5 separate regions of the Mus musculus genome follow, and regions 2, 3, 4 and 5 are each linked to region 1. Evidence: chromatin contacts called from public ChIA-PET and promoter capture Hi-C data. All regions are on one chromosome and are shown on one strand. Each heading gives the region's core, a stretch centred on a gene start, on an enhancer-like site or on the middle of the called end of the contact. The rest is flanking DNA. Distances are from core to core; before and after follow the strand shown. Region 1 holds the start of Arhgap17 (Rho GTPase activating protein 17). Region 2 holds the start of Eef2k (eukaryotic elongation factor-2 kinase). Region 3 overlaps Gtf3c1 (general transcription factor III C 1). Region 4 holds the start of Il21r (interleukin 21 receptor). Region 5 holds the start of Kdm8 (lysine (K)-specific demethylase 8).

What was found. Promoter capture Hi-C pulls out the DNA fragments that hold promoters and counts their contacts. ChIA-PET counts read pairs in DNA pulled down with a chosen protein or histone mark. Capture Hi-C pulls out chosen DNA fragments and counts their contacts.
Region 2: a promoter capture Hi-C map of liver shows a contact between it and region 1, with 3 times the contacts expected there. The contact joins the promoter of Eef2k here to the promoter of Arhgap17 in region 1. A contact is called at or near these places in 3 of 39 promoter capture datasets (liver and pre-B cells), 1 of 484 Hi-C or Micro-C datasets (B cells) and 2 of 9 other capture datasets (adipose tissue and liver).
Region 3: a contact with region 1 is called in an RNA polymerase II ChIA-PET map of memory CD8 T cells, with 9 times the contacts expected there. The contact joins the enhancer-like site here to the promoter of Arhgap17 in region 1. A contact is called at or near these places in 6 of 39 promoter capture datasets (the 3T3-L1 cell line, the C10 cell line, hippocampal neurons and 2 more), 1 of 484 Hi-C or Micro-C datasets (B cells) and 3 of 115 datasets of contacts at active chromatin or transcription factors (embryonic forebrain, large pre-B cells and memory CD8 T cells).
Region 4: a contact with region 1 is called in a promoter capture Hi-C map of liver, with 3 times the contacts expected there. The contact joins the promoter of Il21r here to the promoter of Arhgap17 in region 1. A contact is called at or near these places in 4 of 39 promoter capture datasets (the 3T3-L1 cell line, cranial neural crest, frontonasal cranial neural crest and 1 more), 2 of 115 datasets of contacts at active chromatin or transcription factors (astrocytes and large pre-B cells) and 1 of 9 other capture datasets (liver).
Region 5: a contact with region 1 is called in a promoter capture Hi-C map of embryonic stem cells, with 4 times the contacts expected there. The contact joins the promoter of Kdm8 here to the promoter of Arhgap17 in region 1. A contact is called at or near these places in 10 of 39 promoter capture datasets (the 3T3-L1 cell line, 3T3-L1-derived adipocytes, cranial neural crest and 5 more), 3 of 484 Hi-C or Micro-C datasets (the G1E-ER4 cell line, nephron progenitors and uterus), 9 of 115 datasets of contacts at active chromatin or transcription factors (acute myeloid leukemia, bone marrow-derived macrophages, embryonic forebrain and 6 more) and 1 of 9 other capture datasets (adipose tissue).

Annotation. Positions count from the first base shown.
Region 1 is chr7:123,366,380-123,372,416 of GRCm38.p6, reverse strand. Arhgap17 (Rho GTPase activating protein 17) reads left to right here and starts at 2,502. Exons shown (of 20, transcript NM_144529.2): 1 at 2,502-2,663. The coding sequence starts at 2,611.
Region 2 is chr7:120,839,979-120,846,015 of GRCm38.p6, reverse strand. It overlaps Eef2k (eukaryotic elongation factor-2 kinase), which reads right to left and starts at 3,185. Exons shown (of 18, transcript NM_007908.4): 1 at 2,916-3,185. It overlaps Gm36449 (a long non-coding RNA gene), which reads left to right and starts at 2,505. Exons shown (of 2, transcript XR_378468.3): 1 at 2,505-3,417; 2 at 4,496-4,889.
Region 3 is chr7:125,641,505-125,647,541 of GRCm38.p6, reverse strand. It overlaps Gtf3c1 (general transcription factor III C 1), which reads left to right. Exons shown (of 37, transcript NM_207239.1): 31 at 1-202; 32 at 809-1,068; 33 at 1,738-2,027; 34 at 3,170-3,668; 35 at 4,177-4,216; 36 at 4,903-5,095; 37 at 5,809-6,037. The coding sequence ends at 6,036. Among named protein-coding and RNA genes, the nearest start is that of Il21r, 41 kb to the right of the region's middle. Within about 2 kb of position 3,466, at least 44 of the 459 cell types and tissues checked have an H3K27ac peak or open chromatin away from gene starts, as enhancers often do. A contact at or near this core is called in memory CD8 T cells, where this site is marked.
Region 4 is chr7:125,599,772-125,605,808 of GRCm38.p6, reverse strand. Il21r (interleukin 21 receptor) reads right to left here and starts at 2,380. Exons shown (of 9, transcript NM_021887.2): 1 at 1,957-2,380.
Region 5 is chr7:125,441,258-125,447,294 of GRCm38.p6, reverse strand. Kdm8 (lysine (K)-specific demethylase 8) reads right to left here and starts at 2,675. Exons shown (of 8, transcript NM_029842.5): 1 at 2,503-2,675.

The DNA.
Region 1 (6,037 bases), core at 1,253-3,752:
AATAACTTGCTGCAGTCAGGTCTCTGCTTCTACCATGCGAGTCCCAGGGATGGAAGTCAGTTTGTGAAGTTTGGCAGCTAGAACCCATCTTGCGCTCTAGACTGGTGTTTAGCATGGTCTGAGGTTTAGAGATTGGTGACTTTAATTCCTGAGCCACTTGGCTGAAACATGATTTCTAACTCTTCTGTCTTTGGTTCAGTGTCACTGAGGTTTTCTGGATGCCAGTGGTTGACAATTGAACTTGATGGTTGACAGTTCCCTGGCTTCTGTCCTGTTTAAGTTCTTTATGGTGGTAGACGCCACTTTCCACCTACTAGCTCTTCCTTCTACCCGGCAAGTCTGAGCAACACTCCATAAGGATCAGCTCCACACTCACGTCTTAAAACTTTGACTTGTCCATGTTGTGACCGAATTGACATTAAAATCCACGCCATCCACTTGGTAAGCTAGCGCATGACTGGTACAGGAACTGAATGAAGTCTGTACAGTGTTCCCTGATAGGATGACAACATCTGTTCTGCATTGTTCTTTTACTGCTTTCTGTAGCCCAGGCTGACCTGGAATTTGTGATCCTTCTGTGTCAGCCTCCTGAGTAGCTGGGTTTTCAGGCCTATGTCGCCACTGTCTAGTTTCATGGTAGCATCTGAATGTAGTGACTCAATGGCTGACTCAGGTTTGGCAAATGGTCTTGAAGTCCTGTCTGTCTTGCTTTAATAAATCTTGTTGGACGGGGTGCCACAAGCCTGTAATTCTAGCATTTGGCCGGTGGAGGCAGGAGGATCAGTAATTTAAGGCCATTCTCAGCTATGAGACTCCTCAAAAACAAAACAAAACAAAACAAAACAAAAACCCAAACCAAAACAAAGCCTTATTTCAACACTTCCTGTTGTAATTAATGTTGGTGACTTGCAGTTTGCTGCCTGACTTGAGGGTCCACACTTGTGTTGTAATCGCTACAGATTTTTAATTTTCTTGTTCTTTGAGCTCAAGATGCATCCTGCATTAGTTATTTTGCTCTCTGTTTTAAGAAAATGCAGGACAAGAAGCAATGTGAGGGAGGAAGGATTTAAACCAGCTTCCAGTTCTAGGAAGGGATGTTTACCATGATGGGGAAGGCACTGCAATAGACAGTTTTTTGAGGCAGCTCGCAGGAAGACCACACTGCCTCCACGTTCAGAAAGCAGAAGGAGACGAAAGCTCCTAACTCAGCTAGTTTTCTGCGGTCTGGGGCCACAGATGATGGAATGCTGTGGCCCACATTTAGAGTGGATCTTCCCACGTCAATTAACCTGATGTAGAAACTTCTTCACAGACACACACAGAGATTTGTTTCCAAGGTGATTCTAGATTCTGTCACGTTGACACTTTAAACCATCGCACAGCCTGTAAAGGATGCCTTAGCCCACGGGGCACAGGGAATGTTGTGTGGAGCCAAGGCTGCCAAGTCAGGAGGACATGGCTGCGGGTCATAAAACTAACTTGGCTCAGTTGGACGAAAGGGCTCAGCAATGCGAAATGATCCCACCAAGTTCCCCAGCCTGTTACTGTAGGGCTGGGAATCAGAACCTCGCGGTCATTTATGGCAGCGGGGACTCAGAGGCCCATCAGTGCAGGGGCCTAGGGAAGGCCAGTCTCCTTTGGCTGGGGAGTCTGGGGGTCCTCATCTGATTGACCCTACTCTTTTGGCCTTTCCCATGGACCAGTTCAAGTACTGAGGGCGCGGAGCTGGTTCACCCTATAGATCTGCTTCAGCTCACTCCTGCTAGGTTAGGATAAACCCTGGTCTGACCCGCCGCTATAGGTTAGGTCCACTCGCTCAGCTTAACCTCAGCTCGTTTCAGTTCGCCTTCACTTGACCGGGCATCACTCGTCTAGGACTACTATTCCGCTCGGCTTGGCCGGACTCTTCTCCCCCCAAACCCCTTCCCGGGCTGGCCTGACTCCGGGTCCGACTGGACAAGACCCCATCCCTGTGTTCCGCCTTGCCGGACCGGACCAGGATCTGCGAGGCTCACTTGCGTTCTAGTTGTCACCACTAGAGTAGGTAGCTAAGTTTGGCTCTGCTCGGCCCATCCTGCCCAGCTCTAATTCAGAACCGCTGTGTCCAGGTGCCGGGCTGGGGTAGTCTCCGCTCTTCTTAGCAGAGCCACTCTCGTCCGTCTCCGATTGGCTCAACTCCATTCCTCTCCGCTCACCGATTGGTTCGGCTCCACTCAAGTTCGCCCAGCTCTGCTCCGTCCAGCTACGCCTGACTTCTCCGGTTTCGGCCGGACCAAGCTCGGCTCCACCTATCTAGTTTCGACCCTGTTCGGCTCGGCTCTACCCACCTCGGCGCGGCCTCATTGGTCCCCGCCCTGAACCACTTAACTCCGCCCATGTTGGGTCCGTCCGCACCTGTTCCACCTCTCTGGTTTCGGCCTCTTTCGGCTAGGCTCGGCCCAACTCGTGGTAGGGGCGGGCGGCGACGCTGGAAGTGACGCGGCGAGGGGCGGGGCCGAATTGTAGCCTCCGTCACCGCCTCCGGGGCCGGGAAGCGATGTAGGTAGGACCCGCCAGACGGTCCCCAGTTCTCCTCCGCCCGCCTGCCGCGCCGCCACCGCCGCCGCCGCCATGAAGAAGCAATTCAACCGCATGAAGCAGCTGGCCAATCAGACTGTCGGCAGGCGAGTGCGCGGGTCGCGCCGGCGGGGGGCGCGCGGGGGGCGGGCCGGTCCTGCGCGCGAGGAGCCGGGGAGCGGGGAGAGCCGGGCGCGGCCCGGCCTTGGGCCCCGCGGGGCGGGGGTCTGCGCCTAGCTACGGCTTGGGCGCTGCCCATTGTCCTGGCCGGAGGAGCATCGTCCTCGGGAGACTCACGAGGGTCTTTACTCCTCCCTGTCCCCGCCAGCCGGAGCTCGCCGCCTGGTGCGAAAACTCCGTAAACTTGTGTGCCTCTCGCAGTGCCAGGCGCGCAGCTTTGGGGCCGGTGTTCTCAGGCTCTCCCCGCTGATCCGCTGTTGCAGCCTTCCTCCTAGAAGAGCTTGCTGGTCACTGGGAACCTAAGGGGTGTTAGGCTACTGTGGCTTGCCCAGTTAAGTTCAGCCCCCCTCCCCTCTGTGAAGGAATCGAGAACTGCAGTCTCAAAATCCAGGCTTTTGGGAGTTTGCTGTGAGTTCTTGAGGTCTAGAGGTTTGGAAAGCGAAAAGGATGCCTTTTCTCATCTCACCTTGGATGTGGTATTTTCTGACACTGAGTGAGTGCTTGACAAGAAACTGATTTTTTTTTTTTTTAATGAAAGAATACAGGAGGGACAGTAGATGAGTAGGCTGTAGAACAGGAACGATTTGCGGTTTTTAGAGCTTTCAGGAGGCTGTTGTCATGTGCTGTGCTATCTGGAACAAATATTTCAAGGTCTTGCAGGGCGGATAGCTTTGCCGAACCAATTTGCTGGTTATTCTGCACGAAGATAGATGGGTTTTTCACAGCTCTTGCTGTTACCCTCCTCCCTTAGCAGTTAAGGACAGTTTGGTTTGGTTGAAGCACGTGAGACACTTCTTTTTTTATGTGTACGAAAATACTTTTACTTCCTCTTGGGTTTTCTAAATTTGCTTTTTACAATGTTTCATTTCCCCCAACCTTTTGCTAAGTTTTGTTATTGAATTTCTAAAAAGAAAAATAGAAGGGAAGAAAAATCCCTCCATCATGTAATCTTGGTATCCTCTATCCAGACTCAGTCCCTGCCCCTTAAACCCACACATGCCTAGTTTTTTGTTGCGTGTAGAGTTAGAGAAAGACTAGGGTCAAGGCGAGTAATCCTAATGGCATGAACAAGAAATATGATGAGAAGTGATAATTTTCTTGTGAGTCTTGTACTCCTTGCAGATATGCATGGCAGAATCAAAACTTAGTGGCTGCCACAATGCCTTTGTTAGATTTGTTATTGATTAGGTTTCGTCCTGTGTGGGACAAGGGAAAGTTGCTGGTTTTATGCAAAGTCTTGAGAGCTTTCTGCCTTGAAAGCTGGTTAGGGTTTTGTGGGCCCCTGCTTCTCCTTAGTCTCTCTTCCTAGTTTTACATTCTGGCCAGACTTGCCCACTTTCAGTTCCCACAGGAGGCCTATGTTTCTTATATGTTAACCTCTTCCTGGAATTCCCATAAGCCTCTCTTACCACACCTGGCCGATAGATAACCTTTCATGCTCTTCACTTCTCTCAGTCTCCATGTCCTTAGAAGATCCTTGATGTCTTGGATGGGCACCGTCTTGAGGCCATGCGCTACCTGCTTTCTATCTTCAAACGTCCTCTTTACCTGCTCGTGTTGGCTATTTGAGCACCGGGAGAGTCTTTCCTATGAGTCTTGGATTCCCAGGGTCTGTGTGTGACTCCCATCCCAGGACAGATGACCTGTCAAAATTGTCAATTCTGGGACTCCAGCTTGTCCTGCATTGCCTGGTGCTGCGGAATTAAGTTTGGGAAAATATGAACAGGATGGAGTGGTAGTGATTCATACTGGGACAGTAATTCTGGCCCTGACCTTTGACTCTGTTTGAAAGTCTTTATTGCTGGATGCCAGGGGAAGCTGCAGCTATTACAGAGCTGTAAGGGTGTGGTAGCCATGAGACTAAAGTCAGAACATCTGTTTTTACTGGGTTGAAAATCTGTTGCTCTCTTGTCGTTGATTTCCTAGATAACTCCCCCCCCCCCCCCCGTGTGTATGTGTGTGTGCGCGCGCACACGAGCTCAAGTTTTCCCTATTTAAGTAACCCTAAGGGGGTAGGAAGAAAAATGGAGGCTAGAACTGAGAATTATTATTCAGTGAGCCAGATGGTTGGTACACTCCCATCAGAAGCAGATCGTGGGTGTCTTTGGGCAAAGAAGAATGCTTTTCTAGCACAGATTTCTCCCAGCTGTGATCTGGATAGAGGAGGAGTTTATCTGTGTAATCGACTACAGTTATCAGTTTGTGGAGTTCTAGGTGCTATCTTGCCGTGAGGAATTTCGCTAGGATGGAATGCTCGTGAGTAATTCCCCCGAGAAGTTTCATGGGCCTGGCATGGTTGAGGATTAGTAATGCCTAGAAAGGATGAGCTAACATGATGCACTTTGTGTGCAGAGGGTGGATGGATGAGTCTGTGGGCAAGGCTTATGGGGTGGTCTCACAGTGTGGGCAATGTAGTGGGGTGGATGTTTTTGTCACCTGCTCTTTGTTGAGTCTCATATTCAGTGAGCACTGAGTGAGGCTACACTGTACACCACTGTGCGATATTAAAGAATCAAAGACCAAGAATACAAACGAGATCTCTGCCCTGGAGCTTCCCAGTAGATACATGGAGGAGATGGGCAAACCCCAAGTCATTATACACATAAAATAAGCACTTGCAGAAGGATGGCAGTGCACGGAGGAGAGCCTGCCTGCCACTGCACGGAGACGCTCAGAACAGCTGCTCTTGGGAGGTGTGAGCAGGGCCTGTGCTCTCTTGCCCTCTCCAACTTCTTTCAGACTTGCTGATACCAATTAGGTCTCTTCTGGTGAAGAAAAAAAACATAATTCAAGGTACCCGAGCAGAAAAGAATTCGTTGGCCTGTGAGCAGGAGTCTAGGCATAGGACGGCTTTTGTTTGAGACAATCTCACTGTATGGCCCAGAATTCCCAGTCCTCCTGCCCCAGCCTTCCCAGTGCTGGATCTGAGGGCATTCTGGATGGTTCACTCTTTAGACAAACCGTGTTCACAGATTTCCATTATCCTCAGCGCAAGTCTCAGAGGAAAAGAATACTGTGTGACTGTGGCCAAAGTCCCCGGATTGGCTCTTGTTTCTGGGTCACATGCCTTTCATGGGAAATGAAATGGACTCAACCCCACCCAAATAGAGAGTGGAGGAGTGCTGGTTCCCTACGGTAAACTGGGGCACTATTACCAGCAGAAGGAGAATGGGCAGACACCGATCAGTTAAGCAAGAAAAGCCCTGCTGAGCTTTTGCAGTCTGGTTGTGGAAAAGGAGAAGCATTCTCTCACTCTTGGCTTCAGATAATCTAGAGAGGGCAGATGGTGCAGCAGGGAGTC
Region 2 (6,037 bases), core at 1,936-4,435, 2.5 Mb after region 1:
CTTTCTTTCTTTCTTTCTTTCTTTCTCTCTCTCTCTCTCTCTCTCTCTCTCTCTCTCTCTCTCTTTTTCTTTCTTTCTTTTTTCAAGAGAGGGTTTCTCTGTGTAGCCCTGGCTGTCCTGGAACTAGCTATATAGACCAGGCTGGCCCCAACTCATGGATCTGCCTGCCTCTGCCTCCCAAGTGCTGGGATTAGAGATGTGCACTGCTCCAGCACTGCTAGATTCTTAAGCTTTACTTATGGGCTTATCTGTGTTTTTTGCTTTTCTTTTGAGACAGGGTCTTTCATAGGCAGGCTGGCCTCCAGTTCCCTATGTCGAGGCAGTGACCTTGAACTTCTGACTGTCTTGCTTCTTTCCTCCCTAGTTCTGGGATAGGGGGCATGGTTTATGAAGTGCTGAGGTGAAACCCAGGGTTTTGTGCCTATTTGGCAAGCATGCTATCAGGCCACATCCCCAGTGCTGGTTTTTCATTCCAAAGAAACTGAGAAATGAGTCCAGTGCTCAGGGCATCATAGACAAGCTGGGTGCTATCTAGAGCAGCCTCTACTGGCCCAGCCAGAGACCGTGTCTCCCAGCATCTCCCGCAACTTAGTGAGACCACGTGATTGCATTTAGGCATATGAACTGTGGCCCAAATAACTCTGCACCACGACCGGGCCCACTCATCGGCCCACTCATCGGCCCACTCATCGGCCCACTCATCGGCCCACTCATCGGCTCACTTTTCACACCTTGACCAGGGCGGGCTGATGACATTTCCACAGCATCACAGAGCACCTTCTCTGAGCTTCAGAAAGGACAGGGGCTCCATCACCTGACCCAGGATCGCAGGACACTGTGCCTTCCCTCAGTCACCTGTCTCAAGCTATTCTCCTTACTCAATCTATTGCCAACTTGTCCTCCTTCACATCTATTGACACAGCCCCTCCTTCGGAGCTGCCTTCCATTCCCAGGAGGCAGGTGCTATTTGCTTCTTTCTACTGGGGAGAAAGCTGAGGAACGGAGGACTTCAGTGACTTGCCTAACAGTAGTCTCTATTTCCTTAACTAGAACACCCAGGAGCAGCTAGGAACCTCCCCTGAGAATTTCTTAGAAATGCAAATTGGGCACCTCCCCGCAGAGCTCCTCAAGGAAACTCCAGTGTGGTCCAGCAATCGGAGGCCGGCAAGCAAGCCATGCAGGGGGCAGCTGTTGATAGAACCACAGCCCCGCACTCACTCACTCACCTCTGACTCTTCAGCCTGTGAAATGTTACCGTACTGCAGCGACTGACTCAACCCTTTTCTTTCTCCGAAGCCTTGTAGTCTGTACCTGTAGACCCTGGTTGCAAGAGTTTAGTCAGATACTCTTTAATTTGGTGTGTGTGTGTGTGTGTGTGTGTGTGTGAACACGAAGGTGACTGTGGAAGTCAGAAGAGCACACTGGATGCCCAGGAGATGGTGTGGCACGGGTGAGCCACTCAGCCAGGGCAACCGAGTCCCCATGATCTTACAGCTCTTTCCCCTTTCACTTCAGAGGTAAGTGTTCTCACCCTCTGAGCCGGCCATGCTCCCCCACCCCCCCACAGGCCCTCATCCAACAAGCTTTTAAGGCTCAAACCCAGGATCATCCCAGGTGTAGACCCGGTGGCACCCTGGGACTTGGAGGTAACTGATTCCTGCAGCTGCCTCTCTCACCAACTAAAGCCTTCCTAAAGGCTGTTGCTACTTGGTTGCTGTGCCTGATCCTGAAGTTTTTCTCCTTCACAATAGAAATTAAGGTAGAGAAGGAACCCTAAAAACAACTCGATCCTGCCGTGCACCCCTAGGTTCCTACAGGCCGTTCCCAGGGGGGAATTAACAGCTGCCAGCTGTGGATGACAAGATCTCTTGGGGCGAGTCTGATCAGTGCAGGGTAAAAGGTTTGAAAATACTATGTTTGTGAAACAGCGTGGCATGAGCCATTCAGGAAAGTCACGCCTAACGCGCTCAGACTCTCAAAAGAACCCAGTTCTTTGGAACAAAGGAGTCGCTCCCCGCTAGCCTTCCTTTCCCAGGAACTGTTGCCGCAGCAGAGAGGGGTGAAGAGCTAGCTGTCTAAGGTCGGGGTTTGAACACGGCCTGGACCCACTCCCTCCACTGGCTTCGTCCTCCTCACAGAGCAAACAGCACCTTCCCCGGGAAGTCTTCCCAAAACTTCACTCTTAACCCCTACACTCACAATCCTTGTTTACTTACTCTACATTCCCTACCTGGCCTCTGAGGATCTGGGGTCCACTCTGGACCTCGGCTTTCTCCTCCGTAATATCTGTTCAGTGGTCCCAAGCCAGGGAGCGCCTCATCGCGGAGGACGCAGAAATACTCCCCCAAGGAGAATTCCCAAGTCAGATCTCACTCTTCCGAAACGCACGCGATCAGTCACACACAGGGCGCAGCTGGGCAGGTTTCCCGCAATCCCCTTAGCCGACACTAGCTAGTTTTGGCCCAGGGCTCACCCAGGAGGTCCCCGCCCCCGCGCCACCAACTGCATACGAATGCTCAGCCCCTTGGCGCACAAGTCTCCAACGCCTGCCAACACCCCAACTCCCTCAACCAACAATGCTGCAAGGGCGTATGCAGCTCAGACCTCGAGGTTCCGAGAACTGAGGCCCGCATAGGCCTCTAGTGTGGGGAACCCGGCGAGGGGAAATGTTACTTGGGCGTTTCAGGGGGACAGGCGGGCTCGCCGAGGCACAGAGGAGACCCGGGCGGAGGCCCGCGTGCGCTGCCTGGTGCAACCAGAACTGCGCTCACCGCTTGCCAACGTCTTTCTTTCCTTCCTTACAGACGCAAACACTGAGCCTCGGGGGAAGCTCTGCAACCAGAGAAGCGCCCCAGTGGCCTTTCGGGGGGCTGCTGCAGCGGGACGCGCGGGCTCCCCATCTTCCCGTCACCTACCTCCCACAGTGTGGCAGGCGCGACAGCTGCTGCCCACGGCCGCAAGGATCCCAAGGAGCTGGCAAAGGCTGGCGGCCGGGCGCTCCAGGGTGCAGGGAGGGAGGAGAATCCCCGGTACAAAGCGCAGGCGACAGAGAGCCAGGCCCGCAGCCGCAGTGGGGCGCCTGAAGACGTCGGAGCGCTGGAGCCGAGCACGGGCTGGAGTTGGGGCTGCTGCCGCTGGGGTTGGAGCTGGAGGCTGGAGGCTGGGACCAGGGCTGGGGCGGGACTGACGCACGGGGCGCACGCCCGGGCTCACGTGGCCGTCCCCGGGTGGCCATCACCTCCATGCAGCCGCCGTGTTGTCTTCTGGCTCCCCCGCCTGTTGAACGCTTCCTAGACACCTGGGTCTAACGTTAGATTTCATGCTGTGTGTCTGGTGGCGCATACCCTTAACCCCAGCACTTGGAAGACAGACTGCGGGCGGATTTCTGAGTTCAAGGCCAGCCTGGTCGTCTACACAGTGAGTTCCAGGGCTGCACTGAGAAAACCTGTCTCAAAAAAAAAAAAAAAAAGGGAAATCTTAAGGATTTCATGACATAATTTTGAAGAAATTTAACACTTTCAAGAGAGGGAGGGGTAACGAAGGAGCAGGAGGGGGCAAAACAACAAAAATTGTGTTAAAAACTCATAAAGAATCCAAATTCATGGTAAGCACATATGTATTTAATATTTACATATAAATTTATAAATATAAGTATAGAAAATTATACACGTATATGTAAATATTTAATATATAACCTATATATTTTTGTTTAAATTTAATATTTGTATATAAACATATATTCGGTTTAAATTTATACAGTTCGGCCTACCTGACAATTCCAACTATTTCTATAATTTTTAATTAATAACTTTATCAGGGCCGGGCGGTGGTGGCAAATCCCAGCACTCAGGAGGCAGACACAGAAGGATCTTTGTGAGTTCAAGGCCAGCCTGGTCTACAGAGGGAGTTCCAGTACAGCCAGAGCTGTTACACAGAGAAACTTTGTCTTAACAAAAACAAAAAAGAAAAATCTTTGTCAAGCCTTCCTGGACTCTCTGGAGGGAAAAATCACAGTATTCCTAACTCTGAGCCTAGGGCCTGGCACATAGTGCTTAATGGGTGGGAACTTGGGCATGGTGGTAGACCTCTGCAGTCCCCAGAAAAGCAAGGCCAGCCTGGGCTACATGGTGAAGCCCTTTCTCAAAACTCAAATCTGGTGCAGTGCATGGAAGGAAGGTAGCCCTTGGAAGATGTAAAGACTGAAAACCAGTGGAGGCAGGCATGTGTACTTTGAGGTCATATCTCACCGTATACTTTAGAGTAAAAATCTAAACAGTTGCACATTTTGAGCTATTTGTCCATCCAGCTGCAGTCAGCTATATAAGGTATGCAGGCACGACTAGCTGTATTGTACAGATCATAGGACTGAGACTTATAAAGAATGTATCTTGCCCAGGGACACAGTTAGGAAAGGGTGTGATCTATTTCATTTAATAAAGCAACTGTTAATAGACTTACTGACAGGAGAAACACCATAATATCTATTCTGCCACAGGCTTGTCTGGCCTGGGCTTTCAGATTAAAGACCTGAAGACCTGAACCACCTTGAAGTTGTACCAGCAAAAACACCAGAAACATCCTCTACACTTTGTACTTCCAGAACCATGAGCCAAAAATCCACCTTTTAAAAATTACTTATTTTATGTGTATGGGCGCTTTGTCTGCATGTCTGTCTAAGAGTGTCTGGTTGTCCAGAACTGGGATTACAGTTGTGAGTTGCCATGTGTGTGCTGGGAATTAAAACCAGGCCTTCTTGAAGCACAGCCAGTGTGCTTAAGTCTCAGCCAGTGGTTCTCAACCTGTGGGTCCCAATCCTTATGTCTGGGTCAAATGCCCCTTTCATGGACTGACTGTGTGCTGTAAGCTGAAATAAACCCTTTCCTCCTCAGGTTGCTTTTGGTCATGGGTCTTATCACAGCATCTGACGGTCTGTAGTAGTGTGTTACTGGTAACAAAAGGACCTTGCACACAGGCGAGAGTACTCCTCATACCATTCCTCACAACCTTCCTAACTGTCCTCCACTTAGCACACGGAACAGGCTAGGAAAGTGGCTTTTCCAAGGTTATACAGAGGCATGGTTTAGCCCAGATCTGGGTCTATGCAGATCTCTTGTGTCCTGTAGGCTCTTTGGTGTTTGAGAGCAGTAAACCTGCTCTCCCAGGGGAAGTCAGGACTTCAGACTGTTGTCAGCATGAACATTCCCCGCAAAACATTTGATTCCCCCCCCCCATCCCCTTTCTTTTTAAGAGACAGGATCTTTCTACACAGCTCTGACTGTTGTGGAAACTCACTGTGCAGACCAGTGCTTCTGCCTCTCAAGTGCTGGGACTACAGGCATGCACCACCACACCAGACAAGTTTGATTTTCTTGATTAAGATCCCATGTTGCCACATGAACTCAGAAAGACGAGTGCTTTGTCCTGGAGCTGCCCAGCATGACAGCTCGAAGGATGTGTGCCCCACCTGGCCTGCCCTTCTGGAAGATCAGCCCCACAGCACAGGGAGCTGTACCACCACTCCCAGCTAGATCCATATTTTCAGTGTCTACTTTCCAAATAGATAATGACACTGAGTATGTTTTCCGGTACCCGTCAGATGCTCCTATAGAACCTAGCGATTCCACTCTCAGCTATATGCCTAAGGGTAAAGAGATTATGCACCATGCAAAAGAAATTGGAGGTGTTGATAAGATGGCTCAGGAGGTAAAGCCATTTGCCAAGCCTGACACATAATCCCGAGTCCATCTCTGGGACTCACGTAGCAGGAGATAACTAATTCCTGCAGGATATTGTCCAGCCTCAACATACATACATGCACATACACAAAATAAATTGCTGTAATTTAAAAAAGAAATTAGAATAGGTGCCCACATTTAAAATACAACAGCAAACCCAGCTATGTATGGGGCTGGATGGGGTGGCACATGCCTGTAATTTTAGAACTCAGGCCGAGGGCTGAGAGATCGCTTAGCCTTTGAGGACACTGGCTGCTCCTCCACAAGATCAGTTTCCCAGCACCCACATGGTTGGTGACAGC
Region 3 (6,037 bases), core at 2,217-4,716, 2.3 Mb before region 1:
AGCCTGATCATTTTTCTTTCAAGGACCTGGATAGCAGTGACCCTTCAAATGACCTGGTGGCATTTTCTTTGGACAGCCCTGGAGGACACTGTGTAACAGCCCTGGCCCTCTTCTCTTTGGGGCTCCTCTCTGTGGATGTCAGAATCCCAGAGCAGATCGTGGTGGTGGACAGCTCCATGGTGGAGAGTGAGGTCATGAAGAGGTCAGAGCCCAGGGCAGCACTGTGCATGCAGCTCTGCTCACAGTTTGGAAACACATGGGTTCTTGAGGCGTTGGGTGCGGTCACTTCCTCTTGTTGTGGGACCACCAGGGTTACCTGCTCAGCCATCCAGTCTGAGCAAGTGGTGTATGTACATCCATCCTCGTGGGAGTGTAGACATGAGAATGGAGGTATAGAACCCAGAAATTGAATCGGGGCCTCTCCCTCTCATTTCTGAGAGCATATCAACGTTCTCATCGATTCAGCTACACTGGCTGGCCAGTGAGTTCTCGGGATCCAGCACTTCATTACAGACCTGTCCAATTTGGGACGAGGAGCTGCAGGGCAGTACCCAGAGTTTTCTGTTGGTACCTTTCTAAAGGTCACAGGAAGTGCCGCAGGGAAGGAAATATAAGCCCAGGGCCCTTAACTGTGGCAGAGCCAAGCATGGCCTTCATGGGAGGGGAAGGAGAGGGTTTGGGTGGTGTCAGAAAAAAAGGGCACCTCAAATGAATGTTGTCTCTGACAACAATTGCCGCTTGATGATGGCTGTGTAGCACAGGTGGGCCAGGTCCAAGGCCAGGTACCTAGTTGTCTTCTCTTCTGCAGCTTGGGGAAAGATGGTGGCTTGGATGATGACGAGGAAGAGGAAGACCTGGATGAAGGTTCAGGGACCAAGCGCCAGGGTGTGGAAGTAAAGGCCCATCAGGCCTCACACACCAAGTACCTGCTGATGAGAGGTTACTACACAGTGCCTGGCATGGTCAGCACACGCAACCTGAACCCCAATGACAGCATCGTGGTCAACTCCTGCCAGGTTAAATTCCGACTGCGCAACACCCCTGCATCCACCCAGCTTGGGCCCACTGGTGAGTGTCCTGCCACAGTTCAGGTATGGCCAGGCACATAGCCCCGGAGCTCTGAAGGGTGGCATTGCTGTCTATTGCAGTCAAAGTGAGACTTCAGCTCCATTGTCACCACCCACCACCCACCTCCTTTGCAGGTGCCGATCACTCAGGAAGCTCTAGATAGCATAAACCTTTCTCTTTGCTGGGAGAGAACGGGGTTAGAAAGGCCCTGCCCTTCTCCACCCTGCAGCCAGCTGTCCTTTGTACGGTCAGGGTGGATAGTGTTTGCTGTCACTTTTTGCCCAGTCAGAGCTCTATTCTGTGTGAAGTTTGAAGCATGCAAAAATACTGTGCCAACCTATAGGTTGCTATGTCAGCTAAAGAAGCCCTCCTGGCTATTGAGCAAAAGCCGGGGAACATGGCAGGAGCCTGGGGCACCACTCAGGGTTAAGGGGTAGGGAAAACATGAGATTTAGGAAGGGCTCAGGACAGCTGCAGTGGGCCAGCAGTGTGGTCTACAGTTATATACCAAGAGTCTGCCTACTAGAGCCCAGTATGTCCCCAGAAGGTGACCCCATGACTCCTTAGGGAACAGTGAACTAGTGCTGGAGCAGATCTTGCCTCAATCGTATGTGTTGGGCCCAAGAAGGGTTTCTGTGGGCTGATTTTTCTCTTCCCTCGTGGTCTCAGGGTTCACAGCCACACCACTGGAAGAGCTCCAGGCTGGTCTTTCCTGCCTCCCTGCCTCCTTTACCAGCCTGGTGGATCCACAGCTGCGTACCCACTGCCCAGAAGAGTTTGCCCACCAGATGGCACAGTCAGGGTATAGTCCTGAGGATGTGGCTGCCTCCCTAGAGATCCTGCAGGCTGTAGCAGCTGCTGACTGCTTCGGGATTGACAAGGAGAAGCTGAGCAGGCAGTTCTCCGCCTTGGAGAAGATAGCGGACAGGCGCACCAGGACGTTCCTGGACTACATCCAGGTGAGCTGAGCTCCAGACAACAGCTGCAGAGGCGACCACTCCACTGCAGAAGTGATGCCTGCCTGGGGTTTTCCTTTAATTAATTCAATTGCTAGTATTTAAGTCAGGACATATTCCTAAACTCCATTAGCCCCCAGATCTAGGACCTGGCTGAGCCCTAGAATGGCTATCCCTCCTTGGGATAGGCCATATCTTCCATGGCTCTTCTATCAGTTTTCCTCCCCCAAAGGCTTCCTGTACTCCCTGGGCCTACTCACTACCTGCCTGGTCCCTTGGACCCAAAGAACATCAGCCTGCTTGCTGTGAGCAGCTTCTAGGAGTAGGATGCAGATCAGTGGTCTGACGTGGAGGCTCCCATGTGAGATCGATTTTGTAAGACATGGAGTTGACTGGGACCATGTAGCTTCCAAGGGCCACTGCAGGAAACCCAGCCAGAATGAAGGCCAGCATGTGGCTCTGAGAAGCTCACAGTGCAAGGGATGCTGTTTCCATGGTTTAAAGTGTTCCTTCTCTGACTGTAGCCTAACTGTGAGCCCTCAGATATCCTCAGGCTGTGAAGAAAGAGCCTGCTGACCACAAGAGGGTTGTAAGCTAGGCACTTTCTGCTGACCTTAGCACCCCGGACAGGGTGCAGGGCCTGGGCGCTGTCTGTCAATGAATTTGAGGGGTTTATAGGAGAAAAGGAGTGTTGGTGATTTGGGGAACACTCCCTACACAGAAGCAAACAATGGGGTCAGATGTGACCTAAACACAAGGGAGTCTTGCCATTGTGGTGAAATAGTGACCGCCTCAGGAACTGCCAGGACCCACATGAGAACACATAAGGCAGGAGAGTCATAGAGTCCCGCCTCAGGAACTGCCAGGACCCACATGAGAACACATAAGGCAGGAGAGTCATAGAGTCCTATCAGTTGGAGCTATTCTGACTTCAGACATCAGGCTGTGTTGAGTAACGCCATAGGTATAGAAAGAGCCCAAATAGGCCCGTGCAGCTTGCAGCTCCATCAGCAGATGCTAGGCTCATCCCTTTGGACCTGAGCTTGCTGCCCACTCAGAATACTTGACCCTAGCTGGAGTACCAACCACTCACCTACCTGGTAAAATCTGCCTTCCCCAACAGACACTACGTCCCTTTTTTCTAGGACCTCTTGGAACAGGAACAAGTCATGGAAGTTGGAGGTAACACTGTGCGCCTAGTGACCATGGCCTCTGCACAGCCCTGGCTTCTGCATTCAATGCGTCTGAGAGACATGGAAGTAGACACTAAGGCCTCAGGGGATGACAGCCAATCCAGACTCCCTGAGGGGCCTTCCATCGAAGACCACACCTCTGAGGGAGCAGCGGTGCCTCCAGTCAGCTCCCATAGCACTAAAAAGCGTCCCCACTGCCCTGAGACTGATGCTGAGGAAGCCACAAGGCTCCCTGCCAAGAAGCCCACACTACAGGATGTCCGTGTGGCTGCCAGCCCTAGGCCTGGAGCGGAAGAGCAGGCAGAGGCCCAGGCCCCAGCTCAGCTTGCAGCTCCTGAAGATGCAGATGCAGGGGGCCCCAGACAGGAGAACCAAGAGAATGTTGGTGTCTCAGGCCTAGAGCAGCTGGGCTGTGAGTTCCAGCTTCCAGAAGGCTCTGAAGACCCCAGAGGTACTGACCTTAACACTTCTCCCATTCTGTATCCCTCACATGACTGCTCTAGCCTACTACCTCAGACTGGGAACCTACCCTGCCACCCAAGGCTTCACCTAGTCACAGTAGGCCTCAGAGGTGTGTTCAGAGGCAGAGGCTCCATGCCTTCCACAGATGTGCCCACAGGGCCAAGCCGTGCAAGCTTTGGACTTGATGTAGTGACCATGGAGAAGTTCTCTGGGCAGCCAGCTTACTCCCAGAAGCCTCTGAGCTTTGGCCTGTGGCCGGGCATTCCCCTGAGATAGCTGCTGTTCCTATAGGCTGTTGCTGCCAAGAACTTTTATATACACTCGCCCTGTGGTCAGGGCTCTTGGCCTCACTACCGCAGTACCATATTCTGGGTAGAAGGCTATTCCTTCTGGTCACTGCTTATCTACTTTGGTGCCCATTGAATGAGGGGAGAGAGGCAAAGGACATGGCCTCCCACTTGTCTTCTAAGAGCCTGCCACCTTTTCCTCTCTTACAGGCCTTACAGAGAGTAACATGGCCCAGGCAGCGTGGGAGAGGTAATTGGGAATCTTTCACAGGGAGGGGCAGAGCATGAAGTAGTGTGGCATCAGCCTTCAGGCTAGTGGAAGATGCCCACCGAGTGTCAGTCACTGTAAGAAAGAAGTTCCTGCGTAGGGTGCAAGCCTGGGTAGTTTGCCCTAAACAGACGTTCCCAGCCAAGGGCTTTGACGCTCCCCTGGGCCTCCTCCCACAGCCCACTGTGTCCTTAGACCCATTGCAGATGAAGAGAGGGCCTTCCCAGCCAGCCTGTATGCCTGCCCAGGGCAGCCCCTCAGTCCTGTAGCTGAGCGACAGCACGCCAGAGGGGTTGCACTCTTCTGCCCTCCCCAGGCAGGGCCCACAGAGCCCAGCAAGGCTTTGTACCCTGGATCTGACTCCCAAGGCACAAATGGACCTTCCATTTCAGCCATGGCCACCAGAGCTAGCAAAACCCACCCCTGCCCCATTCGACCCATCAGCCCTGGGTTAGTGGCAGCTTTGTGCCCGAGGCAGAGCTGCAGCTGCTGTGGGGACATCTGAGTGACAGTGGGGAGGGTTCCGGTTTAGGCTTTACTTGCACTTAGCCAGGGATTGTCCTGCCAGGGAGAGCCGTGGGCAGACAGTGCCCAAGCTCTGGGCCTCCCTGAGCCAGAGTAGTCTGTCTGTGACCAGCATGTATGTCCCCTCCTTCTCCCGTCTCCAGTGGCTGTGAGAGAGTGTGTTTCGTCGGCCGCCCATGGCGAGGTGTGGATGGGCACCTGAACATGCCCGTGTGCAAAGGCATGCTGGAGGCTGTGCTCTACCACATCATGTCAAGGCCCGGCGTTCCCGAGAGCTGCCTGCTGCAGTACTACCAGGGCGTCCTGCAGCCTGTTGCTGTCCTTGAGCTGCTCCGGGTAGGGCCCAGGGCGTCTCAGCCCAGCTGTGTGTTGGGGTGGGGGGAGCACACCTCGGGTGTCACCACCTCAGCTTAACCTTCAGTGCCTTCTGGCCATTGGCAGAGGGGTCTGCTACTATCCTTGCCCTGCCTGGCTCTTGATTCCCTTCTCCTGTGCCTGCTGCAGCTCAGCCCTGCAGCAAGCTCACTGGCCCTTGGGTCCGTTTGCACTTGGTCTGTCTTACTCTGCCTGCTGTTTTCCACCTGACTCGCACTCAGGGTCACATGCTCACAGGTCCTCAGGAATCCTGGGTAAATAAATGGAGGTGGCGAGGAAAGCTGAGGACTGTGTGACCTCTGCACAAGCAGCTACTTCCCAGCCTGGGCTAGCGGCTGCCCTGAGCTCTCATTCCCATGGTGTTCTGGGCTCCAGCTTCCTAACAGACTAGGAACTTGACATTTAGTGGTGACATTCCCAGAACTTCCTAGTGGGAAGCCACCACAGCCATTGTTGGCTGAAGAGTGCCTCTCCTCCAGAGGTCACTGTGGCACCCACACCTTCCATACTTTCTCCTACCCATCTTGATGTAAACCTTCCTGCTAAGCCCTGCCTCCCTCAAGGCCATGTTTGGCCATCTTCTGCCTGGGAACACTGTGTACATTCCATAAGTGCGGCAACACCAGACCCCTGAGCAAGCAGAGCCTTTGTAACCCACCTGTCTGTATCTGCAGGGCCTGGAGTCCCTCGGCTGTATCCAGAAGCGGACTCTGAGGAAGCCAGCGAGTGTCTCGCTCTTCTCCAGGCCTGTGGTGGAGGGCCTGGGTCAGGCCAGTGAGGCTGAGGCGCTCTCCTGCCACGAGAGCACTGTCACCTTCTATGAGCCCACGCTGGACTGTACCATCCGTCTGGGCCGTGTCTTCCCCCATGATATCAACTGGAACAAGTGGATCCATTTATAGA
Region 4 (6,037 bases), core at 1,131-3,630, 2.2 Mb before region 1:
GCCAAGGTGAGACCACCTCTCTCAGGGCCTCCTTCTCTTCCCCTTCTAAGTGGCTCTCTGGGTGGCCCCTGAAAACCACTTTTTCTCTCTGAATCTCTGCATCCTCATCTGCAAGGGATGCAGCGCTGCCATCAGAGCCATTGCGGGACAGTGGCACACGCCTGTAATCCCAGTCCTCAAGAGGCTGAGGCAGGAGAATCACAGATTTGAGGCAGATTGGGTTGCATGGAGAGAGCTCCCTCTCAAACTGTCAGCAGCAGCAAACCCAACACCCAGAATTAAAAAAAAACAACAACAACAACAAAAAGACAGCTGCTACCCCTGCCTAGCCATGTGTGTGTCCCTGCAACCCTCCCCCAGTTGAAGACACTGACTGGCTATGGCTGCTCCTCGCCCCCATGCACAAAAGCCCACTCCTGGCTTTGGGAGAAAGCACACCCCATCTTCTTATGCCTATCTGATGCTGCTTGGCCCTAGAAGTGAGGAAATCACTTCCCCAGCAGGTAGCCTGCCTGTCTCTCTTCCATCTTCCACATGCTCTCCTTTCTGTCTCCCCTGCCAGTCAGGGATTCTATCGTTCTCTCTCTGAGGTCCACTGAAGAGTGGACACCGGGCCCTAGGGCAGGGCTACTGCAGAAAACACCCCACTGTGGGGATCACGTGGCTAAGTGCTGTCTGAGAAATGTCCTTAGACAATGTTCCAAGGCTGTGAGTTTTCCTATGGGACGGCATCCTGCCATATAGACTGGGTTCCAATTTCTGTTCTGACTCTCTTCATCACTCTTAACCAAAAGGCAGGTTTGTCCCCCACAGGGTCCACCCAGTATTGACATCTATGCACCGAGCTGCATGGGGCCATTGGCCTCACCTGGACTCTGAGGGTTCTGGGAGGTCCCCAAGTTCTCACAATTCACGACAGATAGGGCTGTTCTAGCCTTCCCTGTATTCTTGGTGGCTCTCAGTGGTTAGCCCTTCTCCTCCATGGGGCAGGGTACCTGGGTGTAGGAGCCCCTGAAGTCAATCTTGACATTCTGATGTCCTGGAGTTCTCATAAACAGCCTCACAAAGATAGAGCCACCTTGATCCCCATTTTACAGATGGAGAAAGTGAGGACCCAGGAGGCTCAAAGAAGCAGAGAGGCTTGCCCTGGTTCGCTGCTAGACTCGGAAATGCTACCATGTGCTCTAACTGCCTCAGAGAGCACAGACATTCTCTTAGGAACTACTCGTGACCCTCTAATGCATCTATGACCTGCTCTGGTCCTCTTGACACGTCCTAAGCACAGACATTATTTCCTATGCTATTAACCCATGTGCCGCCTTCTCCTATTCTGTTCTCTAGACTAGACTTCCAACAACCTCCGGGCTCCCCTCTCTTCTCATGGAAGAGGTGTTACCTCTTATCATCTGACCCAGGCCCTGGATTTGGGTGGTGACACCTGGTTGGACTGCCCACCTTGCCATATCATGACAAGACCCATAAGGAATGTCACTCTTCCCCTGTGGAGTCAGATTTCCTTCTCTGTGAAGTAGGCACCCCACCTGCCTGGAAGGATAGATGGAGTTAAAGTAATAAACTATACTGGCCGGTAGTACCTGATTTCCTCCCTACAAAACGGCCCCCTGGAAGCTTCCCAATGCCCCTGGCTACTGCCTATCACTGCCTGGCAGACTGTCTACCATCCAGAGTCTCTCTTTTTTTTTCTCCTCACCACTTCTTGCAGGCAGTTTTGCATAGGCAAGGGATTATGCTAGCCATGCTCCTGCCTCCATAACCCTCCAACATTCAGCAAGGGCATTCCTAGTCATTTTTAGTCAGTTGAACAAGGAACTCCAGCCCTGACTCTGCCCACACTAACTGCGTAGTGTTCTTTGCCTGTGTCCCACCACAGTGTTATGCAAAAGACAGAAAAAAGGCCCCCAGACTCAGGGAGAACAAGAACTAGAGTCTACTTACCTACTCCTTCAGGGTCTTTCTCAGAAAGCCATTCTTTAGGCTGGGGCACTTGGGTGGTCTCCTGGGCGTGGGAGTCACAGCGGGACTCGGAGTGGTGGTGGTGGGAGGTGAAGGTTTGAGGTGGGCAGGAGTTCAGTCAGGTGCAAGTCCAGAATCAGGGGAGTCACTGCTGAGATAGTCCTGAGGCTGAGGACCAGCCGGGCATCTGGGCAGAGCCTACACAGAGGAAGACAGTAGGGCTGGGGCAGCCAGACAGAGACAGGGCACGCCTGGGGCACGGGCTGAGGCCAGTTGGCTGCCCCAGGGATGGGCAGACTTGCGGTCAGACAAGCAAGTGACCGTGAGGCACACCACAGGAGAAGTGGGCAGACAGCTGTGTGCGACTGAAACACAGGGCCACCAGCGGAGGCTTCGGTGTCTATCTGAGGCCAGGCAAGGGGTGGGGAGGGGATGTGGTAAACAGTGCCCCGCCCAACCCAGCCAGATCCTCCAGAAGGGGCAAGAAAAACTAAGATGCCTGCAAGCAGGCACCCACGGCTCCCCAAAGGTCACCCTTAACACGATATTTGGGGTCTGACATCTTGCAGACAGATGACATCATCCCAAAGGCCTCACAGTCGTGTCCCAAGAGGCAGGCAGTGAAGTGGGACTTGCCACTTCTTGAAGATGTAGAAACCGAGACAGAGATGTGACAGTAGCACATCCCACCTGAAGCCCTTGGTATTTACCCTGAGCCCCTCAGCACAGATGGGACAGACTGAAGGTGGACGCCTACCTCATGACTGCTCTTTTACAGGTGTCTAACTGGTCCATTTTGTCTGTCCCTTGCCTGCCCCAGGGTCCTGATTCAGAATGACCCAGACACTCAGACTTTCTGCCTTAAGCACTGCTCATGACCATCCATTCCCCAGTCCCCAGCCTCAGCATTGTGGGAAGGAGGACATGCGCTGCTACCCTGGAGGAGAGAACCCTGCTGCTCCTGAGAGCCTTGCTGTGCCCCTTGTCCAGCCAGGAGGGCAAGGCAGCCACACACAGATAGAAATCCAAACAAATAGAGAAAATAAACTCTTTCTTTCTTTCTTTCTTTCTTTCTTTCTTTCTTTCTTTCTTTCTTTCTTTCTGTCTGTCTGTCTGTCTGTCTGTCTTTCTTTCTTTCTTTCTTTTTTTCTTTCTCTCTCTCTCTTTCTTTCTTTCTTTCCTCCCTTCTTTCTCTCTCTTCCTTCCTTTCTCCTCCCTCCCTCCCTTCCTTCCTTCCTTCCTTCCTTCCTTCCTTCCTTCCTTCCTTCCTTCCTTCCTCATAAAAAGGGCTTTATTATTGAAAGTTCAAATTAATTCTAAACAGTGAGGTTTCCATTCATTTTCTGACCATGCTGAGGCTATCACCATTCCTGTCAAACCATGGGTGACCTCCTGCCTCTGCCTCTTCCCTCGACAGTCCAAGGGTGGTCCCCATAGTTTAGGGCAGCTTTTAGAATCCCTTAAAATCTGCCTCCGAGACTCATCTCTTCAGAACTCACAAGCAGGTTCATAAGATCATGTCTATCCTGTGCAAACCGACACTCTAGCCGTCACTCAGACCTCATGCCTGCACCCGTGAGGCCAATGTTTAGTCAACCTTTGAGGCGAAACAACTTGTTGAAGACTCCATTGATGAGCAGTGAACTAGTCCAATCCCGTGCTCTGCCCAGGACCACTCTTGAGACAGTGCGTAGGTTCTCCTGCAGCTGTAGCATTTACCTTCTCAAGGTACTCCCACAGACCTAAAAGCAAGCTTTGTCTATGTTTCAACAATTTAAGCATAACATGAGCAGCAAGCCCTCATCCATGGTCAGCACAGGAGACGGCCAGTCCCATGAGTTCCTCCGATCATCAAATTGCTCACTTCCCACTTCTGGAGAGGGCATGACTTCAGTGCCCTTCCTGTCACGAACCTTCTAAGACTTCTACAGGGCTTACACATCTCCCAGCTGGGGACCCAGGGGAGAGACTTTCCCTTTGCCAGCCTCAGAGTCCTCTGCCCTGGGAGAAAAGGTAGGGGCTAAGAGGGATCCACAGCTGCTCTTGGGAACCAGGAAAGCATGGAGTCAGTGAGTGCTCCCATTCCTGAAACACAGCGCAGCTGGTGTGTGCACAGCAGTCCTCTCTGACCCGTGCAGTAGAAAAGAAACTCTTAAGACTGTTTTTTTGTTTTGTTTTTGTTTTTGTTTTTGTCTTGAAGCAAGTGAGAGGTACAGAAAAGGGGTGACAAATAGACTTTTGGAAGCCAGAAGACAAAAGCCAGGCAGCTCCTGCCCAGCAGCCCCAGAGAGAGGAAGTCAGAGCCATCTCCTTCTCACATTGCTCAGGTGCTCCGATGGCACTTGCCCACAGACCCTGAGTGACAGACAAGCCTGTTCCCATTTCACAGATGAAGAGATTGAGGCTCAGGGGAGCAAACTAGCTCCTGGGCTATGAGGCATTAGAGCTGATATTTGAACCTAAGAGGAGTGAGGTCAGACCAGAGTTGTTTGAGCTGTCTCCATGGTCGTGATGGGCTCAGATGTACACGCCGGCCGCCTTCGCCCTGACCAGTGTTTTCTGACCAGTGTTTTTGGAAAGGCTTGGGAGCAGCCCACATGACTGACTGGTTTAAGAGAAAGCCTCCCATTTTTTGTGGCTGTCTGGATCTTTCCTTTTCAAAGCTGTGTTTGGGGAACTTCCTACAGGGTCCCTCATGGTTGATCCATGAGTGTCTGCCCTGCAGACTGGTGGCTGTTGGTGTCTGCTCCAGGCTTGCCTGAGACCTCAGGATGAAGCTGGCTTTTCTTTCTCCTCCCCTGCCCTCTGCTCCGCTTTCCTTCCCACCAGCTCCCCACCCCCAACCGTCCTTCCTCCTGCTTTTTCCCCTTTATCTGATTTCCTTTCTTTTTCTCCTCTCTTGGTCTTCACAGTGAACCTTCTAAGGTCTTTCTTAGCCTGGAGTTTAAGAAAGCTCAAAGGCAGGATGGCAGAGGAGAAGTTGCTGATCTGCAGAGTTCCTGGTGTCAGTGAACTGTGCTGTCACAGAGACACTCGCCCCCTCCTCCTTCCGGAGGGCTGACCACTGAATCTTGCCACCAGCGTTTTCATGTTCCCTGTGTTGCAGATGAGTGAAGGAAGTTACAGAACTTGCCTAAGGTCACACCTTAGCCAATGGCAGAACTGGGATTTGAACTCCAGAGCCATGCTCCATCCAACTCACCGTTTCTGAGTGTGAATTAGCAGGAGGCAGCTCGGCATCCCACTCCCTCCCTCCCCACCCTTCCCTACCCCCTCTCCACACCCTCCCCACTCCCTCTCCACACCCTGCCCATCCCCTGTCCACTCATTCACTCCTCTGCAGACTCAGCCAGCCCCTTCTTCCTTCCCTCCATCCTTTCCCGTGAAGTGGGCCCTTGGGTACATCCTAATGAAGTGCCTTAGAAAGGTGTACAAAGGACAGCCCTCGTGGAGCCCATCTCTGGTAGAGAAGACAGACAGACTGACAGCATGACGTCATCACGTGAGGCAGGATGCACACGTGTGAAGATGGGAAAGAACAGAGAGCGTGGGGGATCATACAGCATGCTCACCTCTGGGCGCGGATTTGATTTGGATGAAACATGAGAATTCCTAGGGAGTTGGCAGAGGAGAAACTCCGATCTGATTTACATCAGCAAAAGAATAGCATTGAGATCTCAGCACTCGGAATACTGATGCAGGAGGACACCAAGTTCAAGACCACCCTGGCTACAAACTAAGATACTGACTCAAGGCAGGGGGCAGTGCCCTGGGGGACAGGGGGTGGGGAATACAGCCAGGGCTGCTTAGTCCTCTGGACTTAAGTGGATGATAAGGCGCTGATCCTGCCCAGCTGGGTGAAGGAGTATTGACCTCCAAAGTAGACGTGTGCTAAGGGGAGGGTCCCTCCTGCTCTGTAAAAGTCACCAAGAGTAGCTGTTAGCCCTGGAGAGATCTGTGAGGCCCTCGTGCCCTTCCTCAGCACTCCAAATAGCAGAGCTGGCCAAGTGGGGGAAGTGGCCACTGCGCTCTTCTGCCCAGGGGTCTTCTGAGAAGACATAAC
Region 5 (6,037 bases), core at 1,426-3,925, 2.1 Mb before region 1:
TACGGGTTGAAACACAGTGACTGTTACTGTCTAGGTCAATGGGAGCCGGTGTCCATTAAAGATGCCTATAAAGTATCCTATTCCTTGCCCTTGTGATGCTTTCTGTACTGTTCAAGAAATACAGAGTGAAGCCCTTTGTGAGGGATGGATAGTCACACAACACACCCAGAGACAGAGGCAGTCACATACAAGACAGACAGGCACGCATAGAACAGTCAGACACAGGGCTAAAACAATTCAATAGACGGCCTTCAGGACGGCACTGATCCAGACTAGTGCAACAGACAGACAGAGGACAAGACACAGGGAGCATGACAGAGAACTCAGATCTGGACTCACTCTTGGTTAAGTGACTGGAAGGGGAAGTTCTTTTCCTTCCTTGACACTGACATATTTTTGGTAACTCAGGTGTAATAGCTGTGGTGGTTTGAAAATGCTTGGCCCAGGGAGTGGCACTATTAGGAGGTGTGGCCTTGTTGGAGAAAGTGTGTCACTGTGGGGGTGGGTTTTGAGACCTTCCTCCCAGCCATGTGGGAGACAGTTTGTTCCTGGCTTCCTTTCGATGAAGATGTAGAACTCTTGTCTCCTCCAGCACCATGTATGTCTGTATTCGACCATGCTTCCGGCCATGATGATAATGGACTGAACCTCTGAACCTGTAAACCAGCCCCAAGTAAAACCAGCCCCAAGTGCTGTCCTTTATAAAAGTTGCCTTGGTCATGGTCTCTTCACAGCAATGGAAACCCTAACTAAGACAGTAGCTAACAGGTACAATCCATGCGCCAGGTGAAGGCACATTTTGCCTTGGCTTTACAGCCAATGTGTCAAGGTTTCTTTATAAGAGCTCCAGGATTCAGCAGTTGTCCACTGTAGGATCCTAGGCTCCATGAATGTTTCCAGAGGAGCTGGTCTGATGTGGGCCCAAAGCAACAGTCTTCACACAACCAGAAGCTTGAACAGGCCTTCCAGTGTATACTGCCTGGACTGCCTTTCTCTATGGCCTCAAGCCCAGGTTTCAAGTCAACCCCCCAGTGCTCCCACACAACCCGGTCTGACACAGATAGGACCAGACTAAGTGGCCCTGTAACCTGGCTATAAGTATGGCCTGGCTTCCTATACCCTCTCCCCGAATTGCCTCTTAGAAAAGGCAGTATTAACCAAAAGGCCTGCCACAGAAGGGAGCAACTGTTGGTTTATAAACCAGTCTTTAACAGTGTACCCACACTAGCCTCTAAATTGGCTTCCCAGAGTACCATATAAAAGTTTATTGTGAGATGTATAAATAGGCTTCCAATAGTCAGGTATAGATGGCCTAACTGTGGAATTCACCACCTAAACCAGGAGACTATAAATTTAAGAGCCTAGACAAACAAAACCGGGGGTTATTGTTGGTAAAATGACACCCACAATCACCCAAACACAGGCCACATGTACCAGCCTCAATGGCCTCATATGTTCCAGTATAAGTTTCTCTCCCACAGTGCAACAGTTAATAGGCCTTAAAGACATCTTGCCGGCCATTGCTTTGCTTTTGAAGTTGGTAGGGGCTGTGTCTTTGCTTGCAAGGTGGCCTTCTGGTATTCTACATTCACGTGTCAGGCAAAAGGCACTGCTTTCAAGTAATGGCCAGGTGCGGGTTGCACAAAACGTTTCTCTGTAGCCTTAATTCTAAAAGGTCTTTAAATAAAGGCCCATTTGTTGGTGTACAAAACGACGCTTTTTGCGAAAGGATGTCACCCAAAGGGTGCAGGATCTAATCTGTGTGGTTCTATCTGGGCTTCCTAAGTGAACTAAGCTGCTCACACCAAAACCAAAGGAGCCAAAAACGGGGCCGAACGGAATCAAGCCTCGCTTCCTAAGTGCACTTTTTGGGGATGCATTACAGAAACCGGTTTTGGTTGCTAAGCGGGATGCTGGATGCCTTAGCATGAACAACAGTCTAGGGAAAGCACGTGCAGTCCTTCTCTCAAAGTACCCGGCTGCTCACGCCCTTCTGGACAGTCTGGATTGGAGGGCTGGCTAAGTGGCCTAAGAGAAGACGCCCCGACTCCCAGGAAGTCTTTGGTTGTTGCTGTGGACCTCTGTCCGCTTACGGGGGACAGGCGGACTTGGGCGAACGGGTTCGAGGATGGAGATTGGAAACAGGTAGCAGTGGCCGCAGCCATGCCTTCCGGACAGACGGCGCAGGCGTGGTTATGTGGGCCGGTCTCGCCACTAAACCTATCCTCACACTTGAACCACTAACCGAAGCCTAAAAGGGAAGGGCACGACAGTTGCACGCATGCGCTATTTGACATCCCTAGCAGCTCCTTCAACTGTTTGTGGGGAGCAGATAGCTACTACGCACGCGGCTTTTCAAGCAGCTCCCAGGCCTCCCAAGGCGCCTGCGTGAAACCGTCCCGGCTCGCCCGCGCCGGGCTTTAGCATGGCGCCTGCGCAATCCGTCCTTCACGGCCAGGCTGCAAGTCTAAGCAACTGCAGCTGCCTGGAGCTCCAACTAACCTCTCTGGCGCTTGGACTTGTTTGTGTCTCTCGTTGCTGGCGACGACTGGTTCCGTCCGGGCGAAGATTCTTCGGCTGGCTTTATCACCGACTACACCGAGAGCATCGATCACTTCTGACTCGGCTGATCGCGACGGGTGCCTAGAGGAACGCGGAGCAATCGATGCCAGGCCCCGCCCTCCTCCGGTTCAAAGACTTGGGAGGCTTGAGCTTTCTTTTCCGGGTCATACCTTGCAGAGCAGTTTGTCACTTGCGACTACCCAATCCTTCCAACTCAGATAATGAGTTCTCCCTATTTTACAGAGTAGGAAGCCGAGGTGGAAGAAAAATAGCCACATGATTTTAGAAGTCACGTATATAATTTGAGCCCACAAGTACTGCTTGCAGGACTGGTTTCCGTGAGTTGGCCTATGGTTTCTTTGCAGAGACAGACTATGTGGAGTGGTGTGGCAGTCAGTTCGAGTTTTGAGTTTCGAGCATTCTCTCCCGGTTGACTCCAGAGGTGCCTGGAGCAGCAGCAGCAAACGATTCCCTGCAGCGATCTGCTAGCCTTGGATTTGGAGTGTGACTTCTACTGGTCAGCAGGGATTGAGTCGGGATGTGGCACTCCTCAGTTTTCGTTTTCTCAGGAACACTGAATCGGTTGCTGCCACACCACTCCACACAGCCTGTCTCTGCAAGGAAAACATCCTTCCAATAGGACTTAGACAGAACTCCAGGATATCCCTTCATTCTCTGTGACAGGCCAGCATTCCAAAGTTCCATGCTTGGTCTTTTGTTTGTTTGTTTGTTTGTTTTTAGGGTGTGTGTGTGTGTGTGTGTGTGTGTGTGTGAGACAGGGTTTCTCTGTATAGCCCAGGCTGTCTTGGAACTCACTTTATAGACCAGGCTGGCCTCGAACTCAGAAATCCGTCTGCCTCTGCCTCCAGAGTGCTGGGATTGAAGGCATGCGCCACCACACCTAACTCATGCTTGGTTTAATAAGTGATTAATCGAACTACTTGTCCCCACTTATCAACAAAATGCTGGACAGCCAAATTAGGTGCCTGCATGTTGGTCCCCATGCAGCTGTGCACAGGCTGACACCCGGGGTGTAGTAGCTCTGACCTGCTATATTAGCAGGCCACCCTTCTATTTTATTTCCTGAATTTTCTAGCTTTGGATTTCTTTCCTGTGAAAGAAAAGCTCTAACTGGGAAGATGAGCAGTCGTTTAAGTGCTTGCTTTGCAAGTGTGAGGGCCTGGCTGTAAATTCTCAGTAAAAAGTCAAGTGCAGGGGCAAGCACCTGCAGTTCCAGAACTGGGGAGGCAGAGACAGGAGGGTCCCCAGGGTTTCTGTCCTGTCAGCCCAGCAGAGTCAGTGAGATCAAGGTTCAGTGAGAGATGCTTGTTTGGTTTTGAACCCCAGGACAAGGGACTCGGGTGCATATTTTACACACCAAAGCAGACCTGGCCTCCAGGTTCTCCCAGAATCCCTCAGTCCCTACCTGGCATACCCTGCTCCCAACCCTGAACTTTCTAGCGTGGGGGCTGGACTGCCCTTCCCCCCAGAAGCTCTTCTTCCCTATATAATCCAGACATTTTGGTCTCTCTCTTCACTCTGTGTGTGGGGCCCCTTTCTCTCTTTCTCCCTCCCTCCCTTCACTCTTCCCCTCCCTGTAACAACCCCCCGCCCACTACCCATGGCTCAACTTCCCTGGACTTGGGGCCAGTGAGCTTGCCCACCCAAGAACAGTTTTTCCAATAAACCTGCCTTTAATACAATCTAATCTGGCTTAAGTTGTCTCATTTCAGTGGTGGTGGCTTATCAACATTGTCTGAAAATGAGATGGAGAGCAATTTGGGAAGATACCCACCATTGACCTCTGACTTCCATATGTCCTTTCCCCCAGCCCCTTCTCTGTCAGCTCTTCTTGTTTAGTCTTCAGGGCACTTGCAGACTTTCTGACCACAAGCTCTCTACTACAATGATAAGCTATGGTCTTTTTTTTTTTCTCTTTTCGAATATATATATATATATATTTAAAGCTCTCTTTACTAAGTCAGAATTTGATCTTTATGTGACAGTGGAAGAGAGTTTGCTACAGAGATACTGTGGTAGGGTGGACGTTAGTTTCTGAGTTGTCCAAACAGATCCCGTAGCAATTGCCAAAGGAGACTTGAACCCAGAAACTGCAGTTACAAAAACCCTCTTGCACAGTGTTCGGGGATGGGATTTAGGCAGCAGTCTGTGGCCTGGAGTGCTGCCAGCCAGAGAGACAAACACTGCTTTGTCAGCTTGCTTATCTGTGTCTTTTGTTTAGTGCTGGGGATAGAACCCAGGGCCTTACACATATTAACACACTCTCCCACTGAACTACCGCCCCCAGCTTTGTTTGTGTATTCAAAACCAGCCTGTTATTATGAGTTATAGGCACAAAGGAAATGTTTCCTTAAAAGAAGTGTAATTTTTCATCACTGTAGGGGTTTTGCCTCCTGTCATCTCCTTGCCACCACCCGCTCTGATCCTAGTGGCTTTGGAAGTGGCCATTAAGCTGGCAGACCCATTTGAGAGCCATGAAAGGCACCAAGCAAACAAAAGGAATCATTTGTGCCCATATTTGTGATTTTTCTCCATTAGATCTGAAGCCTATAATTTAAATATCTCCAAGTGCTCTGGGAACATTTGTGGCTTAATTATGAAATTTATTTTAAATACACAAACAAGACTCTAAACTCAAAAACAACATTTAGTGTGACTGCGGGAGAGATGTTTAATGCACTTCAGTTGCTCAAAGAGGAGAGTGGAGACCTTCCGGTTTTTGTCTCTTGCCTTGTGTGTGATGGTCACTTATTATGCTGTGTTCTTGTTCCAGTTACATCACTGTCTCAGCAAAGAGCTGGTGAGTGAGCCTACAGTAGTAACCTCAGCAAGGCACAAAGATGTTAGGATGTCCAAACAGAAGTGGCTTTGGATGTAAGACCAACAGTAAAAGCTCAGACACAGGGCTAGGCTGGCTGAGGGCTTTACTGTCATCTTCCTCCTCCATGGAATGAACATAATATCTCCAAGAAAAGACAGCTGGGCATTCCAAGTAGGCCTGGGAACGCTCATGAGACAATATTTTTCTTAGTGAGCATAAGGGCCTGCATTCCATCCCCAGCACCACAAACAAGAACAAACACAAGTCAGAAAGTAAATTTTTATGAACCATGGCAGAAACCCCTGGGGGTTGTTTGGCATCTGGTAAGACTGGACCTATGTTTAAATGGTGTAGTCATATCTCAGCTACTCCCATAAAGTCTACTTGCCTCTGAACAGACTGTTTCCAGGCATATTCCTCTATGGTGGCCCTGGTGCTTCTGTTTGCTCAGCATTTCAAGGGAAAATAGAGGACCTGTTTCCCAAGAGTTCTAGCAAAAACACTTTGAGAAGAAATTGCTTTGACAAAAGTGACACACATCACAGTGGTTATGGTGCGGTGACTGGCTGAGACTGCACATACGGATATGCTTAACTGACAGCAAGGCTGGATAGGTCCACATGAAGGAATTGT